Regions from separate parts of the Sus scrofa genome. Here region 1 is linked to region 2. A link is a contact called in public promoter capture Hi-C data. All regions are on one chromosome and are shown on one strand. Each heading gives the region's core, a stretch centred on a gene start, on an enhancer-like site or on the middle of the called end of the contact. The rest is flanking DNA. Distances are from core to core; before and after follow the strand shown.

The links. Promoter capture Hi-C pulls out the DNA fragments that hold promoters and counts their contacts.
Region 1: a contact with region 2 is called in a promoter capture Hi-C map of liver, with 4 times the contacts expected there. The contact joins the promoter of CHMP7 here to the promoter of CCAR2 in region 2. A contact is called at or near these places in 1 of 5 promoter capture datasets (liver), 1 of 47 Hi-C or Micro-C datasets (liver) and 1 of 2 datasets of contacts at active chromatin or transcription factors (alveolar macrophages).

The regions. Positions count from the first base shown.
Region 1 is chr14:7,388,531-7,391,514 of Sscrofa11.1, reverse strand. CHMP7 (charged multivesicular body protein 7) reads right to left here and starts at 1,449. Exons shown (of 10, transcript XM_021074113.1): 1 at 970-1,449. The coding sequence starts at 1,268.
Region 2 is chr14:6,858,138-6,861,337 of Sscrofa11.1, reverse strand. It overlaps CCAR2 (cell cycle and apoptosis regulator 2), which reads right to left and starts at 1,286. Exons shown (of 22, transcript NM_001206340.1): 1 at 899-1,286; 2 at 509-604; 3 at 141-232. The coding sequence starts at 566.

The sequences.
Region 1 (2,984 bases), core at 200-2,699, 530 kb before region 2:
ATCTCGGGCCTGGACTGAAACTTTGATGTCAGCCGAGGCAAGAGAGCTGGGGAAAAGGAGGAGAGACCTCTTGATCAGAAAGAGCAGCAAGCTAAAAGCAATGTATCAAAGTTGACTTTTGTCTTCAGCCAGGCTGCTCTGGGTATGACATATACAACGTGTGCATATGCTTTAGAATAGAAGACCCCGGGGTCCAGTTCCCCCATTCTTCTAACTAGCTATGCAACCCCAGGTAAGTCGCTTATCTCCTTAGGTTCAGTTTCCTCTTCTGTCTGCTGAGGACACCTGCCCACAGGACTGCAGAGGGGGTCAGATGAAATGGTGTGTGCAAAGTACCTGCACACTGTGAAGTGTTGTATGTGTATAAGATGTCCACGTTACCACCTGAGGTAGCTCCAAAACCCTGCACCTGTTGCACAGGTAGCACCTAAAGGGCACCAAGATACTCAGTAAAGCCCTCAACCTCCCTCATGTCTTCTGCTCCAAACCGCTTGTGCCAAGGATAAGCCAAGACAGGCCAGACACATGACCTCTGCTGGGAGGCTGCTAGCAAGATCCCTACAGGCCTCTTCCCCACAACTGTCTTCTTAGCTCTGCCTTTCCTTAGTTCAATAAATCCTGTCTCATGGACCATTTATGTTTCGAGGTAATCTGAATTCAGAAGTCCCTACGAAATAACTACATAATGGGATTCCAGTCCAGACAAATCACTGTCACCTCCGACAGGCTGGCTTCTACTCTAAACCCTCTGCATCTCCGTAATGAGGCTACCCTGGCCTCTCAATTTCCCTCCACCCTCCTCCCTCTCTCTCCCAACACCCCCTAACCTAGCCTCCTTCTTCGCCCACAGAGCAAACAGAGACTGCCCAGGGGGCCAGCTCCTGGGCTGGGCGGCGTGCGCTCGGGAGAACTGCCCGGGTCCCTGCCCGCGGGGAGCCGCCCCGCCCCCCGGCCCGGGCCCGCCCTCACCGCAGCAGGTCCTGCAGCACGGTGGCCAGCCCCAGCGGGACGCTGCCCTTGCGCTGAAAGGCCTCCTGCAAGTCCCGCAGACGCAGGCGCACCACCCCCTGGCGGCGGCTGTGGCTCAGCACCAACGGTGCCCAGAAGCCCATCTTGCTGTCCCAGTCGGTGCTGTTCACCTCGCGACTCCTTTTGAAGGCGGAGAACAGGAAAGACATGCGCTCCTCATCTTCCTCCCACTCGGGGGGCAGTAGGCCCGCCGAGTCTCCCCCGGCCGGGGCCTCGGCCTCCCGCTCCGGGGACCACATCGGAACCCCAGCCCCGCCAAGGCTCCGAACACAACCCTGGCCCTGGTCCCCTTCCGTCCTGGTTCCCTCCCGGCTTCCGTTCCTTGGCCACCTCCTCTTCTGTCATTACGTCACCGCCCCATGAAATAAGTCCGCGTGTCCTCACGGCGCACGCGTCTCCGCCCGGCCTGCGCCCGGAAGTAGGATGATGACCCTATTTTTCGAGAAACTCAGAGCGCTTGCGCCAACCCCTCCTCCCGCAGCCTTTGTGCGGTAAGGAGGACGTCGCGTGTGCGCAGCGGGTAAGTGCGCATCGTCGCACCCCGTCTGGAATCGGGAAGTTTGGCAAAGCATCGTAGAGGCAAACGACTGTCCGCCGAACTTGTGGTGGTTTCTGATAGGACTGTAGAGTCCCGCTAAGGGGCGCCAGAGGCACGAGCGTCAGCCACGCAGATCACCTTGTAGCGGCGTTCTTCAGACATTTAAACTTCCGAGTGAGCTCCCTTTTACGATAACGTCACGGATAAACAAAACTCTCGATCACTTAAGCTCTGTGAGAGTGTATACCCGGATTTTCAAGGATATATAAGCTTTCACTCCTCACCTTCTCTATCTTGGAGTGTCCCTTTGTTACCTTCTCAGAATCAATATACCCTTAAGATCGCGCTCAGTTCTTATTTTCCTTGAAACCGTCTCCAACTGTTCTGACTCATCGTTGATCTCTTTCACGATGAAAGAGTACAGCATGGGCTGAACAATACAGCATTTACTATTCCGGGTCCTGTTCCCTCGTTCCCTGAGAGCGGTGCAATGGCTTTAATATCTGTAATGCATGGTGGTGCTGGAGAACTATTTCATAAACTGAAAAGGGCATACCTTGACCCTTGCCCTTCTAATTATCTTAGAATTGTTAGATTCTCTCACACACAGACACAAAAATCTTAACGAGTAACAGACATATTCAGTGTGTTAAGAATAAACTGGTTTTCTTTTTAATTGAACCATCTAAAAGGTGAAAAGAGTTTCTTATTTAATGGAACCAGGTAACAGTCATCAGAGTGGAACATAAATTTGGCCTCTGTCGCTCACTGGCTGTATGACCTTGGGCCTCTTGTAAAGTAATATTTCCTAATAGGGTTGTTTGAGGGAAATGTTACAATGTATGTAAAATACTTGGCAAATGATGTAGTGGGTGTTATCACTGAGTGACAGGATGTTTAGTAGTTGGGACTTAGTGTAAGGAAGAATTTTAATAAGCATTTTAAAGGAGAGGAAGTGATATGATTGGTTACGTAAATGAATGTGTTGATACTGATGACTTGTGTTATTCCTCCAAGCACTTTCACAGACAATACCTCATTTAATACTCATAGCAATTGACAAAAATTCTTGACCACACTCTAGACAGGCTCCTCTAAGTCTTCTTAACTATACCTGTCAACCTTAGTCTATAAAGATGTGAACAAAAACTAACAGTTTCTAGCAGCTGAAGGCATATTTGTAAGGTGACCCTACCCCCCCTTAAAGTGCCTGCCTAAGAAAACTCAAGGTTATCAAAAAAAATTTACTATTTGTTCCAGCCAACACCTGAAGACAGAGCCCCTGTCTCCTAGCCTCTGTGAGAGGGGAGGAGTCTTACTTTGATAAGCCCTAGTTAGCAAACCCAAATGAGTTTTACAGGGATCAACCCTCCCTTCCTGCATTGTGTAATTTTTCACTGACTCTACTGAGACAGGC
Region 2 (3,200 bases), core at 37-2,536:
CCTAGTCACCTCCAGACTGCCCCAGGACAGGCGTGTCAGGAAGGATGAACACTGTGATGTCCGAATGAATGCACTGGGCAGCCATGCACTCTGGGGTAGCCCCAGGTGCTGAAACTCACTAGAGAGGATGCCCAACCTACCTGAAGATGCCTGGCATTTTGAGACAGGTCTGTGGCCACAGGAGGAGTGAGCAAACCAGGAGGAGGACCCAGAAGAGATGTTGAAGCTGCGCCTATTGTGACAGAGAAGCCATCTAGGAACAGTACCTACCATCCAAAGTACTAGAGGCAGCGAGAGGATACAGTAAACCCAGAGGGCAAAGTGGATCCAAGCAAGTTCCACCCAGGGTTTCGCTGACAACCACTCTGGTCATCTCCTATTTTCCTAAAAAATATCAGCAGCAAACTGCACTGCACCAGGGAAACCCCAAAAGCCTCATTTTAAAAGAAGACTAACTCCAAAGCCCATACTTCCCAGTATGAGGCCAGGTAGAGATAAAGGTGATCACCTGAGAAGTTGCGTCCCCCTGGAAGCGGGTTGATCCGCTGGCGCTTAAACTGGGACATTGGGAATGCTGTCCTCTTTCAGAGTCTTGGGAAAAAACCTTCAATCGGAAAAGAAATTAACAGCTCACAGAGAAAATTCCCATCTACCCCCCAAAAGGAACTAAGGGTCTTAAAGAAAGTGGCGAGATGAATACTGAGAATGAATGGAGAAGATGGATGGAGAGAATACAGAGGAGCAGGAAATGGAGAAATTACAATGTTCCAGTGTGCCCTCACAGTAACCTAGCGGTGGGTGATACTGTATTGCTCTTTCAAAAACAGGAAACTGAGGCTCGAGGGACTGAGACTTGCCCAAAGCCACATAACCAGGTAGGGACAAAACCAGGACTCACACCCAGGTCTCCGACAACTTAGCGCTCCTCTCACCATGCCACGCCACCCTCAGATGGTTGGGGAGAGTAGGGGGTTGGAAAGAGCCCCGGTGACATTCATTCATTCAAATACATCCGCCAAAAGCTCCACGCAAGGCCCGGAAAAATGGAGGAGGCTGGTGCCGGAGAGATGGTGTGGGCCCTCTCCCCGGAAGCCCGGCCCGTTGTTCCCGGACGGGTTGGTGGGAAGACAGCTCCGTGGCCCGGCCGGACGCGAATCCGGCTGCGCGCCCGCCCTCCTGCTCCCGCGCTCCCTGGCCCTCGGCTCCTGCCTCAGCAGCCTCCAGCTCCTGGTCTACCGGCCAGACAGCGACCGGCCACCGTGGGAGGACGAAGGCGCGCGGTTTCTCCTCCTCCCGCCCGCCCCCAGGGCCGAGGCCGTTGCCAGGGAGACGGGACTTGCAGTCCGAAGGGGGGCTCGGCCCCTTCTGCGCCCGGTGCATCTTCGCGGCCCGGCCCTCGCAGCCCCTCGGCCGGGGGAGAGGTGAAGGGGCAGAGGGGCGACGGAAGGCCCCCCAACCCACCTGCGGGCCAGGGCCGCGACACCGGGGGGACAAAGACACCCGGAACCACCACAGCCGCTGCTGCCGCCGCCACCGGAAGCGCCTCTCCGGAAGAGCGACCACTGGTCGGAAGCTGCCACTCTCCCGGATATGGTCCCTCCCTCCTCTCCACCGACCTCTCCCTGCCCCCACGCCGGTCTGCCATCCCGCTCCAACTGCGGAGCGGAAGTGCGCCTTCCCCCGTCGGATGCGCGTTAGGAAGGCGTGTCTCGGCGGTGTCCTCGCTTAAGTGTCCCATTAGAAAAGCAGGCTTCAGAGAATTGGTTCCTAGTCCAAAGACAGCTGGAGCTGGACAGCCCCCCTCCCCCAAAAAAACATAAGGGAACACCTACCACCCCCACATTGGCAAACCCCAAGATCGCAGCAGCAACAGAACTAGTTGACTTCCTCCTGACTGAAGGCGGAGGATCCCTAATCAGTGGCCATCTCTAGGAGAGGTTCCAGTGCCTTACCCAACCAATGGGTAAACCCCATCCCTAGCCCTACCCTTCCATTGACCAGGCACCCACACCCACACACACTTCCCATCCTCTGGGTACCTGCAGGAGACTATGCTTCCCCCCATCCTCAAATAACAAAGAGCTAGGAACCTAATCTAGTAAGATAAACATCCATGATAATTAGGTATACATTTATAAAGAGGTCTTGTGGTCATTTTCTTTAGTTCTTACATCAACCCTTGGGGAACAGGCAGGTCTGGAACTGGTGTCTTAATTCTCAGATTTGAAACCTGGGGAACTCCAATGAAATGACTTGCTCAAAGTCTTGCCATTTTAGTACCCATTAGCAATACCAGTTCCCCCTTATGCTCTTACCTTCCCATCATCCCTCCTGTTTAGCTTCCCTCCAACACCCTTTCCTAATCATTTAACATGCACGAAGCACTTTGAAACAGCTTGATCTCATATTATCCTCATAACAAGCCTGTGAGGTTGGTAGGGCAGGCATCATTATACCATTTGGGAGATTGAGAAGGTACAACTCAGAAAGGTTAGGGGTTTTGTCGAGGTCTAATGGCTAGTATTGGCCCCTGGTTTCAGCTGTGATATGGAAAGGCTAGTAAGGAGTAAAGCAGCTGAGAAGAGACCTTGAAGATTACTCTGCTGTTCTGCTTGCTGTCTTGACCCTCCCATCCCTGGCGCAGTCTTCAGGGCCAAGATTTGGCCAAGGGACTGCCCTGCTCTGTCCTGGTCTGGTGAAACAGAGCAGAACTCCATGGTCCTTTCCCACCATGTCTTCCACCTGCTTTTGTCTGTAGAAATACTTTGGCCAAAGGATAAGTTTAATCAGAGACATGAGAAAATACAGACAGAGGAAAATAAGGCCAAATAGCAATGGTTTACCCATTAAAGAAAGCCAAGGACTTTTAGTTCCTCCTCAAAGGCTATAGATAATATTCTGAGCCATATCCTTCCAGCTGTCTTTTAGATACTGAAACCCTCATTAGGTGGAAGAACTTAACTACATAACTACCAGGCCATAGCCATGACATAAGCTGCCACAATTCCAAGAACTAGCTCTTCAAAGAAATAGGAATAAACCGACCCTAGAATTGAAGATTAACTGTACTTAAGATGACGCTGGTCAGTCCACACTGCAGGACCAATTTCAGGATGACTGTCAGAGCTGACCATACTGTTTCTGCACCCAGCCCCCTCCCTCCACCTATACACCCCGGAAACTCCCCTTTAAAAGCTTTT